Linked DNA regions of Macaca mulatta: region 2 is linked to region 1. A link is a contact called in public Hi-C data. All regions are on one chromosome and are shown on one strand. The core of a region is the stretch at or near the end of the contact, and the rest is flanking DNA. Distances in the headings are between cores, read along the strand shown.

Evidence for each region. Hi-C and Micro-C count contacts between places; a contact is called where the count stands out from the background.
Region 2: a contact with region 1 is called in a Hi-C map of fetal cortex germinal zone, with 5 times the contacts expected there. The contact joins the promoter of FOXK1 here to the enhancer-like site in region 1. A contact is called at or near these places in 6 of 14 Hi-C or Micro-C datasets (CD4 T cells, blood, cortical neurons and 3 more).

What each region holds. Positions count from the first base shown.
Region 1 is chr3:38,617,747-38,624,495 of T2T-MMU8v2.0, forward strand. No RefSeq gene overlaps it. Among named protein-coding and RNA genes, the nearest start is that of FOXK1, 46 kb to the right of the region's middle. Within about 2 kb of position 5,080, at least 33 of the 40 cell types and tissues checked have an H3K27ac peak or open chromatin away from gene starts, as enhancers often do. A contact at or near this core is called in CD4 T cells, blood, cortical neurons and 3 more, where this site is marked.
Region 2 is chr3:38,664,249-38,670,944 of T2T-MMU8v2.0, forward strand. FOXK1 (forkhead box K1) reads left to right here and starts at 3,347. Exons shown (of 9, transcript XM_015133208.3): 1 at 3,347-3,932. The coding sequence starts at 3,361.

The DNA.
Region 1 (6,749 bases), core at 3,830-6,329:
AGAAAAGGGAAAGATAATATTCCAGGGAGATATATATTATGTATAATTTATGATATATATAATAGTATATATAAAATAATATATAATATATAGTATTTATTTTTTATTTTTATATTTTTATTTTATACTTATTTTAATATTTATTTTATATTTTATTCATTTATTTATTTTTGAGACGGAGTCTCACTCTGTCGCCCAGGCTGGAGTGCAGTGGCACCATCCTGGCTCACTGCAACCTCTGCCTCCCGGGTTCACACCATTATCCTGCCTCAGCCTCCCAAGTAGCTGGGACTACAGGCGCCCGCCACCATGCCTGGCTAATTTTGTGTGTGTGTGTGCATTTTTAGTAGAGACAGGGTTTCACTGTGTTAGCCAGGACAGTCTCCATCTCCTGACCTCGTGATCCGCCCACCTCAGCCTCCCAAAGTGCTGGGATTACAGGCGTGAGCCACTGTGCCTGGCTGGGATGTTTATATTGATATTGAAAAAGTTCACGGGTTTTCTCTAAGCTGGGGAGCGGAACGGGGAGTAAGAGGACTTGAGCCAAAAATAAGTTTTAGAACTTCTGAACATGCTACAATTTGTCAGAGAGGAAAAACTACATCTTCAAAAACAGATGCTTCAATTAATATGTCTCTTTTACTATTTATTAACTAGTGTCACAAGTGACATTATTGGCCTAATCGTTCCCGCTGCAGCGGAACTGTCTCCAAGTCTGAGATCCTGTAATTATATGTTGGACTGCACGTGTCTTACAAGATCTTTGTGGTACCCTGTGGAGGAACGATGTCTGGGATTCCGCCAGTTCCAGGGTTCTGCTGGCAGTGGAACACGACACGTGCAGCTCAGGAGTCAGGGAATTTTACTTGGGGGATCTTCAGGACCTACAGTCCCGGCCGGGCCTCCCAACCCTGTTGGCCAGTGGTGAAGACCACCATGAACTCTGTGCAGGTCTATTTTCCAAGGGTCTTCATTCTAAAATCAACCATTGGTGCCGCCAGAGGTTGTGGCTACCCTGTCCCCAGACTGTACCCCATCGGCAATATCCTCACTGCCAAGCAACAGCTCCTCTGCTTCCCCCAGACCACAGTCATCATAAAGTTGCCTCTGTATTTTCATTCTTATTTACCTTTAGTCTCCAACCTCCATTCTCACACCCAATTATTGTGTTTCATTCTGACACTCTTTGCTATTCATTGCTATGGGCCTATTTAGCAACTTTTAGAAATGAGAAGTGAGGCCGGGAGGGGAGGTTCATTGCCTGTAATCCCAGCACTTTAGGAGGCCAAGGTGGGTGGATCACCTGGGTCAGGAGTTCGAGACTAGCCTGGCCAACATGGTGAAACCCTATCTCTACTTAAAAAAAAAAAAACACACACACACACAAAATTAGCTGGGCGTGGTGGTGTTCACCTGTAGTCCCAGCTACAAGGGAGGCTGAGGCGGGAGGATCGCTTGAACCCAGGATGCGGTTGCAGTTAGCTGAGATCGCACCACTGCACTCCAGCCTGGGCCACAGAGTGAGACTCTGTCGCCCGCTCCAAAAAAAAAAAAGAAGAAAAAAAGAAACGACATATAAACAAACTTTTTTTTTTTTTTTTTTGAGACAAGGTCTTGCTCTATCACTCACACTGGAGTACAGTCATTCAGGCTGGAGGTCCTAGCTCACTGCAGCCTCAAACCCCTGGGCTCAAGTGATCCTCCCACCTCAGCCTCCCAAAATGCTGAGATTACAGGTATGAGCCAGTGTGCCGGCCTCTGCCTCCTTCTTTACCTTAAAACTCCCCCTTTGCTGGGCACAGTGGCTCACGCCTATAATCCCAGCACTTTGGGAGGCCAAGGCAGGCAGATCACGAGGTCAGGAGATGGAGACCAGCCTGGCTAACATGATGAAACCCCCTCTCTACTAAAAATACAAAAAATTAGCGGGACGTGGTGACATGCGCCTATAGTCCCAGCTACTCGGGAGGCTGAGTCAGGAGAATTGCTTGAACCTGGGAGGCGGAGGTTGCAGTGAGCCGAGATCATGCCACTGCACTCCAGCCTGGCAACACAGTGAGGCTCTGTCTCAAAAACGAAAAACAGAAAACTCCCCCTCACTCACATGCTCCCACTACCTGGTCTGGTCTTTCTGTTCCACCAAAATAGTCCTGGCCTCAGGGCTTTTTGCACTTGCTTTTCTCTGTCGCTGGAAAGTCCCTTTTGCTCCCTCCCAATCTTCCCATTGCTATCTCCTTGTCAAAGAGGCCTCGGGGTCAAAGGGCCACCTCCAGAGAATTCTTCAGGATCACCTGATCCAGATCACTGTATTTTCCTAACCACCAACGCTCACCGCCAACCACCTGATGGTTTTGTTTGTGTTTACTGACCACATCCTCTGTAGGAATGTGAAGTCCACCAGAGGGAAGTCCTTACCTGTTTTCCTCCCTTGTGTCTCCCCTGCTCCTTTTATAATGCTTGACATCTACAAAGCAAGGATGCCTGTTTATGCTAAACGAGGGCTCTACCATTTGAGCTAATTCCCCAGTTCAAGGGATGCATCTGTATGAAATGAACAAATACACCAGGGGGACATGCTCATGAGAAGATAAGAAGAAGCATTTCCACCAGAGAGATCATCAGAGCAGCCCTGAGGCTGGGTGTTTGAGGTCAGAAAGGCAGCCAGGTGGGGCCGGAGGGGTTCAAGATGATGACACAGGCAGGGGCGAGACCCATCAGGGAGCAGGGCTGAGCCTCTTGGATCACAGAGAGGACATGGTCACGGGACAGACACAATGTGATCTGATCTGCACTGCAAGTGGTTAAAATAGGCTTAGCATAGAATTTAAAAGCTTAACCTTTTTTTTTTTTGAAATGGAGTCTCGCTTTGTCGCACAGGCTGGAGTCCAGTGGCGCAATCTCGGCTCACTGCAAACTTTGCCTCCAGGGTTCAAGTGATTCTCCTGCCTCAGTCCCCCAAGTAGCTGAGATTACAGGTGCCCGCCACCACGCCCAGCTAATTTTTGCATTTTTAGTAGAGACGAGGTTTCATCATGTTCCCCAGGTTGGTCTCCAACTCCTGACCTCAGGTGATCTGCCCCCCTCGGCCTCCCAAAGTGCTGGGATGACAGACGTGAGCCACCACGCCCCGCCAAGCTTAACCATTTTCAAGCGTGCAGTTCAGGGGCATTAGGCACATCCACACTATCGTGTGATCACCACCACCCATCTCCAGAATTCTTTCATCTTCCCAAACTCAAACTCTGTCCCCATCAAACACTCACACACCCTCCTTTGGCCCCCAGCCTCTGGGAACCACCATTCTACTTTCTGCACCTATGAATCTGATGGCTCTAGGAACCCCATATAAGCAGAATCATGCATGGCCTGTCCTTCTGTGTCTGGCTGATTTCACTCAGCACCATGTCCTCAAGGTTCGTCCATGTTGAAGTAGGTGTCAGAGTCTCCTTCCTTTTTAAAACTGTGATCACGACTGCAATCCCAGCACTTTGGGAGGCCAAAGCAGGTGGATCACCTGAAGTCAGGAGTTTGAGAACGGCCTGGCCAACATGGCAAAACCCCGTCTCTACTAAAAATACAAAAATTAGCCTTGCGTGGCCTCTAATCCAGCTCCTCAGGACGGTGAGACATAAGAATCGCTTGAACCCAGGGGGCAGAGATTGCAGTGAGCTGAGATCGGGCCATTGCACTTCAGCCTGGGCAGCAGAGTGAAACAGAGTCTCAAAAAATAATAATAATAAAGTAAAGTTGTGATAAAATATACAAAACATTAGGATAGTGGGGGGAGTTGGGAAAGGGGGATGATTACTGTGTACAAAAATATAGTTAGATACAACAAATAAGATCTAGAATTTTCTAGCACAGCAGGGTGACCACAGTCAGCACTAATTTGTTGCACATTTTAGAAAAACCAAGAGAGTGCAATTGGAATGTTTATCACACAGAAATGATGAATGCTAGGGGTGAAGGAAACCCTATTTACCCTAGTGTGACTATAACACAAAGATCTCATGTGTCCCATAAATCTATACACCTACTATGTACCCATAAAAATTAACAATTAAAAAAATTAAATTAAAAATATAGGTCAGGCAAGGTGGCTCACATCTGTAATCCCAACACTTCGGGAGGCTAAGGTGAGAAGATCTAAGCCCAGGTGTTCAAGACCAGCCTGGGCAACATAACAAGACCCTATCTCTATCAAAAACAGAAAGGAAAAAAAAAATGGTCAGGGGTGGTGGCTTATGCCTGTAATCCCAGCATTTTGGGAGGCCGAGGCGGGTGGATCACCTGAGGTCAGGAGTTCGAGTTCAGCCCGGCCAACATGGTGAAACCCCGTCTCTACTAAAAATACAAAAAAATTAGCTGGGCGTGGTGGTGCACACCTGTAATCCTAGCTCCTCAGGAGGCTGAGGCAGGAGAATCGCTTGAACCCATGAGGCAGAGGTTGCAGTGAGCCGAGATTGCACCACTGCACTCCAGCCTGGGCAACAGAGCGAGACTCCATCTCAAAAAAAAAAATTAGCTGGGTGTGGTGGTGGTTTCAGCTATTTGGGAGGCTGAGGTGGGAGGATCGCCTGAGTCCGGGAGGTGGAAACTGCAGTGAGCTGTAATGCCACCATTGTACTCCAGCCTGGGCAACAGAACAAGACCCTGTTTGAAAAATAAAAGTAAAAATTTAAAAATAGATATATAGATATACACATACAAAACATAAACTGCACTCCATTCCTTTTTAAGGCTAAATCATATTGCAAGGTGTTCCTCTCCCTGGAACTGATTTGTCTCCAGGGGGCCTCTTAGCTGCTGGGCGCAGTTGCCCAAGGGGGCACTGCGGGGCCCGGTGCCGCCCTCCATCCAGGTCACCACTGTACCTCCACGACCACCCACGGGGGCCCCACTGGCTCAGAGGCCAGTGGGCGGCCTGCGCGAGGTCACGCAGCAGGTGAACCCTCCGCAGGGTGAGGAGCAGGTCAGGGGCGGGCCGGGTGTGCCTCTCCGCGCCCCTTCCCTGCCCGGCCGCAGAGCCCGGCCCCGCCCCGGGCCCTGCTAGCAGCCCGCCCTGCGCCGCCACTGCGCGAGCGCAGGAGGAGCAGTGCGGCACAACCGTAAGGCGCATGCGCGGGCGGCGCACACGCGCGGAAGGCGCCGTTCCCGCGGCGTGAATCCGCCGATCCGGGCTTTCGGGCCTGCCGGGAGCTCTGTTTATAAACACACCGCGCGGCTGCCGGCGAGGGGTAACCCTAAGGGGAGTGGGGTCGGAGGTCAGAGGTCAGCAGGCGCGGGGTCGCCGGCCGGGAGACCGGCCCCGCCACCCTCAGGGACTGCTGGCTGCGCGGCGTGGCCGGCCGGACCGCCCTACCGCGGACCGGTGCTGCTGGGGCGCCACGTGGTGCGCACGTGGTCCAGCCCTGGCGCTGCGGCTCCCCTCCCCCACAGCGCGAGCAGGGCCGCAGCGCCCACTGGCGGCGCCTTGTTGCACATTGCGCGTGCGCACAACTCGTCGCGAGGCGCCTTCCGGTGGCGCGGCGGGGTCCGTTGCCCGTTCGCGACGGCTGCGCAGGGATGTTCCGGGGCGGTGGGGTCGCCTGCCCAGTGTCGTGTGCGCGAGTGACGGGTGGAGGCCGGATTTGTGCGGGTTTTTCAAGGCTCCAAAGGGAGGGGGGAGCCTCCGAGAGTCCACGTGGGGCCGGTGGGATTCGCAGGGCCCGTTTTCTAAACATTGGGTGTCCTCGAACCTGGGGGCGCGGGTTGTGTCCGCCCCCAGCAGGGATGACCGTGCGTGGGTCAGTGGCTGCATAAATAAATAAATGAATGGGGAGGAAATTTATAAAATGTTAAAAGAGTGTTGTTTCAGATTTTTTACTCTGTCACCTACTCTTACAGATTTTATGAGATTTTTTTGTTGTTTTTTGGAGAAAAGGGGGTCTCCCTATGTTACCCAGGCTGGTCTCAAACTCCTGGGCTCAAACCATCCTTCCCGCCTCAGCCTCCTGAAGTGCTGGGATTACAGGAGTGAGTAATTGTGCCCGGCCTGTTGATGATATTCTACATGAAATCTATTGGGCGTTTCCTAAGCACTCCGTCAGTGGTAGTTGTTACAGTTGTTGCTTAAAAACAGAAACAGAAAGAAGTGTCATACCCTATTCTAAAAGGATTTGAGAAAGGTGTATGAAGATTAAAAAGCAAGTGGCAGGGAAAATAACAAACACGCAAACTTCCTCCTGACTTTTTCCGCCATTTTATAGCAAAGGTTCAGAATTGCATTGCCACTGTCGGTTGTTTCTGTAAAATTAGTGTTCCTCAATTTACTCCAGAGACCTTTTTTTTTTCTTGAGACAGGGTCTCACTGTGTTGCCCAGGATCGAGTGCAGTGGCACAATCATGGCTCACTGCAGCCTCAGCCTCCCGGGCTCAAGCGATTCTCCTGCCTCAGTCTCTCAAGTAGCCAGGGTTACAGGCGCGAGCCTCCATTCCCAGCTAATTGTTGTATTAATATATTTTATAGAGACAGGGTTTTGCCTTGTTGCCCAGGCTGGTTTCGAACCCCTGGCTTCAAGTAACCCTCCCACCTTAGCCTCCCAAAGTGCTGAATTACAGGCATGAGTCACCATGCCTAGCTCAGCAACATCCTCTATTATTTTATTTTTTTATTTTTGTAGAAACAGGAGTCTCACTGTGTTGCCCAGGCTGTTCTCAAACTCCTGGCCTCAAGCAGTCCTCCCACCTCAGCCTCCCAAAGTGCTGGG
Region 2 (6,696 bases), core at 2,097-4,596, 45 kb after region 1:
TCTGCACCTCTCTCCTTTCGCTTCTCTTGCTGGTCTCCTGCTTCCTAAGGAACCTCCGCCGTCATTCTGGCCTATTTCAGGTTCAGGATCCCCATGGCAGCGGGTATGATTGCATTTCAGATACTGCACGTCAGTGTGCCTGCCGTCTTGCACTTAAAGCCCCTCAGTGGCTTCCCACTACTCTAGGATCAGCCCCAGATCCTATAGGACCCATCTCGGCCCTTCTTCCCTCCTTAGCCTAACCTGGTTCAGTTGAACATGGCCACTCGGTTCCACACACAGTGGCCACCTGCCTACCCCTCCATGTCCCATACTTCCTTCTTTATCACACACAGTTTCCTGGCAGGGGCACTGCCCTCACAGTCCCTTGCCACTTCTCTAATCAGGCATCCCTTAGACCTCAGGGAGGAGCCCCCGACTCTGTTTACCATCCTCCCCACCTCAATCAAGCAGGTACTCTAGTTACTGCTCCTGCTAAAAATGCGTTCCTTGGCTGGCCACCGTGGCTCACGCCAAAGTGCCTGTAATCCCAGCACTTTGGGAGTCCGAGGCAGGCGGATCATGAGGTCAAGAGATCAAGACTATCCTGGCAAACATGGTGAAACCCTATCTCTACTAAACATACAAAAATTAGCCGGGTGTGGTGGTGCACACCTGTAGTCCCAGCTACTCAGGAGGCTGAGGCAGAAGACTCGCTTGAACCCGGGAGGCGGAGGTTGCAGTGAGCCGAGATCGCGCCACTGCACTCCAGCCTGGGCTACTGAGGGGGACTCTGTCTCAAAAAAAAAAAAAAAAAAGAAAAAAAAATGCTTTCCTTGCCTCCCACTTACCTCTGTTTGCATGCACATATTCAAGACTGAGAGATGAGATTAATACCTATTTCAGCCCCAGATTGGAGCACGGTGTGTGCGGGGCAGGGAAGCTCCTGCCTTAGGCCCAGTCTCTCGTCTATACTCGCACATCACCATGCACTAGTCCATCACTGGATGTATCATAGCTGTGACTTGATTTTACTTTTACTAGATGTGTCTTTGATTTAATATCTGCATCTCCCCCTCGACTATAATCTCCATCAGGGTGGGAACTGTGTCTCCTTTCCCACCCTTAATAATTCATAAATGAGGGAAATGTGGAAACTGCACCGCCTTTTTAGGGGGATCTGAATTGGCAATGGAGGACCAGGCTACTGAAGTCCCAAAGGGATCCCAGTGATGCCCACGTTTGCCACTCCCTGTTTTCAGCTAACATTTCTCTCTGGGGCATTCTCTCAGATCTGTCTTGCCTGGATCTAGCATATCGAATGAGTGAATGAAGGGCTCTAAAAAGAAAGAGAGCTAGGCTGGGCGCGGTGGCTCACGCCTGTAACCCAGCATTTTGGGAGGCTGAGGTGGGAGACTGCTTGAGCCCTGGAGTTGGAGACCAGCTTGGGCAATATAACGAGACCCTGTCACTATACAAAATTTAAAAAGGCCGGGCGAGGTGGTTCACGCCTGCAATCCCAGCACTTTGGGAGGTCGAGGTGGGTGGATCACCTGAGGTCAGGAGTTCAAGACCAGCCTCACCAACATGGTGAAACTCCATCTCTACTAAAAATACAAAAATTAGCTGGGTGTGGTGGCAGATGCCTATAATCCCAGACACTTGGGAGGCTGAGGCAGGAAAATCGCTTGGACCCGGGAGGCAGAGGTTGCAGTGAGCCAAGACTGCACCATTGCACTCCAGCCTGAATGACAGAGTAAGACTCTGTCTCAAAATTAAAAAAAAAGAGAAAACTTAAAAATTAAAAATTAGTTGGGCATGGTGGCTCATAGTCCCAGCTACTTGGGAGGGTGAGGTGGGAAAATCACCTGAGTCTGGGAGGTCGAGCTGCAGTGAGCTATGACTGCGCCACTGCACTCCAGCCTGGGTGACAGAGTGAGACCCTGTCTCAAAAGAAAAAGACAAGAAAGAGAGAGAGAGAGAGAAGGAAGGGAGGGAGGGAGGGAAAGAGAGAAAGAGAGAAAGAGAGAAAGAAAGAAAGAAAGAAAGAAAGAAAGAGAGAGAAAAAAAGGAAAGGAAAGGAAAGTAATAAAAAAAGAAAAGAGGCCAGGCACGGTGGCTCAAGCCTGTAATCCCAGCACTTTGGGAGGCCGAGACGGGCGGATCACGAGGTCAGGAGATCGAGACCATCCTGGCTAACCCGGTGAAACCCCGTCTCTACTAAAACATACAAAAAAAAAAAAACTAGCCGGGCGAGGTGGCGGGCGCCTGTAGTCCCAGCTACTCGGGAGGCTGAGGCAGGAGAATGGCGTAAACCCGGGAGGCGGAGCTTGTAGTGAGCTGAGATCCGGCCACTGCACTCCAGCCTGGGCGACAGAGCCAGACTCCATCTCAAAAAAAAAAAAAAAAAAAAAAAAAGAAAAGAAAGGAGGGAGGGAGAGAGCGAGGGAGGGAGAGAGGGAGGGAGAGAGTGAGGGAGGGAGGGAAGGAAGGAAGGAGGGAAGGAAGGAGGGAGGGAAGGAAGGAAAGAAGGAAGGAAAGAAGGGATCAGGGATTCAGGTATCCATCTCAAGTGGTCTTCAGTTACAGTAAAGTATGATGACCTTTAATCTGAGGGTTTAAGAATGATCAGGCCTGGCACTGTGGCTCACACGGGTAATCCCAGCGCCTTGGGAGGTCGAGATAGATAGATCTCTTGAGATCAGGAGTTTGAGACCAGCCTGGCCAACATAGCAAGACCCTGTCTCTATAAAAAGTAAAAAAATTAGCTGGGCATGGTGGCACTTGGCAGGCAGAGGCAGGAGGGTCCCTTGAGCACAGGAGGTGGAAGTTGCAGTGAGTTATGATTGTGCCACTACACTCCAGCCTGGGCGACAGAGCGAGATTAAAATATAAACATATGTATTATATATAATACACACATATTTTATCTTCTATCTATCTTACACTTTAGGGTTGGGGGGCTGGAGTGGCTGGGGCGGAGACACAGCTGAGGTCATCTGTTCCTTTCTCCAGTGACCCAGGCTCAAAACTTTCCAGATGGGCATTTCAAGGGTCCCCTGTTCCCCCCATGGAGGAAAGGGCGTCCACCGGCTGCAGCCCCGCGGGCAGGGGGCTAGGTGCGCCGGGTCCAGCTCTCCGGGGGACCCCCCCAGCCCTGCCAGCACAGGCCTCGCCCCCGGCCCCCAGCTGGCGCGCGCCGCGTGGGCTGCGCTGGGCGGGACCGGCGGGCCGGCGAGGCGCACGGTGGGCTGGGAGGCTCCGCTCCGCGCCGGCGCGATCTGGTCCGGGTTTCCGCGCCCGCCCAGCGCCCCGGCCTCCCCGCCCCCCGCGCCGCCGCTGCAGCCGCCGCCGCCGGAGGCCGCTCGGAGCCGCGCGAACATGGCCGAAGTCGGCGAGGACAGCGGCGCCCGCGCCCTGCTCGCGCTGCGCTCGGCGCCCTGCAGCCCCGTGCTGTGCGCCGCAGCCGCCGCCGCCGCCTTCCCCGCGGCCGCGCCCCCGCCGGCCCCAGCGCAGCCCCAGCCTCCGCCTGGGCCGCCGCTGCCGCCGCCGCCGCCGCTGCCTCCCGGCGCGATCGCGGGCGCGGGCTCCTCCGGGGGCTCCTCCGGGGGCTCCTCCGGGGTATCCGGAGACTCCGGGGGCGCGGGCGCGGCGCCGGCCCTGGTGGCCGCGGCGGCCGCCTCGGTGCGGCAGAGCCCGGGGCCGGCGCTGGCGCGGCTGGAGGGCCGCGAGTTCGAGTTCCTCATGCGCCAGCCCAGCGTCACCATCGGCCGCAACTCGTCGCAGGGCTCGGTGGACTTGAACATGGGCCTGTCCAGCTTCATCTCGCGGCGCCACCTGCAGCTCAGCTTCCAGGAGCCGCACTTCTACCTGCGCTGCCTCGGCAAGAACGGCGTCTTCGTGGACGGGGCCTTCCAGCGGCGCGGCGCGCCCGCCTTGCAGCTGCCCAAGCAGTGAGTGCCCCCGCGACCCCCGCCGCCCGCACCCGGGGCTCACCCCCGACCTCGATCTCTGAGGCCCAGACCTGGGGATCCCCCTACAGCCTACCTGGCCTGAGCCCCCACCACCCCCAGCCACCCCCGTTAACCCCCGACCGGCCTGGACCCCGGGGTCAACCCCGACCCCCGCCTCCTGGGTCCCTGGGGTCACCTAGACCCCAATTCTGGACCCTCCGGCCTGAGGATTCTCCTCCACTTTCGCCGGCCTGGACACCCCGTCGCTCCCGACCTCCACCGGCCTGTACTCGGGTCAACCCCTACCCACACTTCGCGGCTCCTGGGGTCACCCCTGACCTCATCTCCCACCGGCCTGGGCTCCTGGAGCCACCCCTACCCCAAGCCCACCTGGCTGGGCTTCTTAGGTCACCCCTGACCCAGATCCCTGCTGTCCCCCAGCTCCCACTGGCCTGGACTCGGTGGTCATTCTTAACTCCTACTGGCCTAGATCCCTGCGGTCGTTTACGTCCCCACCCCGCGTAAACACGCAAGGTCAACCATGACCCCCACTTCCTAGGCCCCCCCCCCCGGGCCACCCCGACCACTAACCCCACAAGCCTGGGCTCGCAGGGCCACTCCCACCCCAGCTCCGCCCAGCTGGACACTGAGGTCACCCTGACCCCAGTCCCTGTTTCTTGGGCCTGGGGATCACCCTCAACCCTTCCAGGTCACCCCGGACCCCCACCAGCTTGAACTCCAGGGTCACCCCAGCCTGGCCTGGTTTTCAGGACTACCCCCGACCCCCACCAGCCAGGGCCTCAAGTCACCTCAGTGCCTGATCCCTGCGGTCCTGGACCCCAGTGGCCACCTCTGACCCTGTCTGGTCTGGACCCTTGGATCACCCCGACCCCATCCAGTCTGGGTCCTGGGGGGCCCCAGCACACTCACCCAGGACAGTGGGAAGGGTGTTGCTCCGGGAAGTGCGAGCTCCCTAGTAGTTTGGACTGTGCTGAAGGAGCAGAGGCCTGGCAGGGAGAGGAGAGGACAGGAAGCCTGTGCCTCAGTTTACCTCGCCAGTGAGTGCTCCTGGGATGGAGTAGCAGGACCCCAAGCTCAAATTAGATTCCCCTGGGCCCGAGGTCGCCGGGGCAGAGAGACCCAGCTGGGCCTGGATGGCTGCCCAGGCCTGTTGGTGCCTTTTCAAAGCATCCCATGGTCACCTCCTGCCCATTCCGGTTCCCTCCTTTCCAGCTCCACCGCCCGCCCTCCGCACCCTGTGCTGAGCCCCGGACCTCAAGGTCTGTTGATCAGGAGAAAGCCTGTTTAATTACTCATTTCCTCTGGAGCCACTTTCTTTTTCTATTTAGTGATTGCCTCTAACTCATCACCAGTGTTTATATTTCTTCAATGTGGTTCTTGTTCCAGGGTTGTCTGTCTAATTACTCCCTTTTATAAACGCCTTGCGTCTGGGGAATTTTTGCTGGGGTAATTCCCAGGGCCCAAAGTTTGTGTCTGTAAACTTCTCCCCATTTTTAGAGTCTTGGCATGTTTGGTTACAAATATCGCATTGAATAATTTACAATGCAACATCAACAATGACTCACTCCCTCTTGGGGCGTGAGAGGGGAAGTATACCTTTTCCTAGCCATGCTGAAAGGTGTGCATTTTGGTAAAATCAGAACCCAGGAGATAACAAAGTTGTTCTTTGCCTCAGTTATTACTCTGCTCTCTCTTTTCCATAACCAATGTACTCTCTTCTGTTTGGGGCCATTAAATGCATTTGCTGGCCACTCTCCCTTCCAGTAAGAAAATGACAGGTAGGCTCCCCAGGCCCCCCTTAGAGACCTGCTTTACAGATGCACTTTTATGTAACTCAGGTTCACCAAGTACTTCCATTAAACAGTCTTGTTTTCAGGTTTCCTGCTCCAGCCATGGAAACAGGTACACTCCCCAGTCAGACCCAGCTTTAGTGAATCTTGAAGGAGGTTTTCACGGTATTTTTTTTTTCTAACTCAAGGGGAAAAAATTTCGACCTCAGATTGTCTACAAATAGGCCAGTAGCGGGTTTGTTATTTATGAAATGTTATCAGTGTATACAGTCCTTGCACATTTATGCTCCAGGGAGCTCGTGTTCTCAGTGGGTGCATTACCAGGCATCGTGGTGGAGCTGTCAGGCTACACGGATGCCCACCCGCTGACTTGGTGCATTAGATGTGTGTGAAGTGCTCGGTGCACTGTGCCTGTCTGTTTTTATTTGACTTCACCTGCACATGTGAGCAATATCTATGTAGGCAGCATGTAAAATTTACAAGAACAAAGCACATGTGCAGAAGGAAAAACATTAAGTGGATGTCTATGTCCACCCTCCTAGAAAAGAGCTGTTTGCTTCTTTTGTCTTTCTTTTTTTTTTTTTTTGTCACGGAGTCTTGCTCTGTTGCCCAGAGTGGTGTGCAATGGCTCACTGCAAACTCCACCTCCTGGGTTCAAGTGATTCTCCTGCCTCAGCCTCCTGAGTAGCTGGGATTACAGGCACATACCACCACGCCAGTCTAATTTTTTGGATTTTTAGTAGAGATGGGGTTTCGCTGTGTTAGCCAGGATGGTCTCGATCTCTTGACTTTGTGATCTGCCTCCCTCGGCCTCCCAAAGTGCTGGGATTACAGACGTGAGCCACTGTACCTGGCCTCACTTTTTTTTTTTAATTTTAGAAAACTTATACCTAAGTAGTCATATATGTAGCACAGGCTGTTACAAACTTCTTTTTGGTTAGGTAGATTCTTTT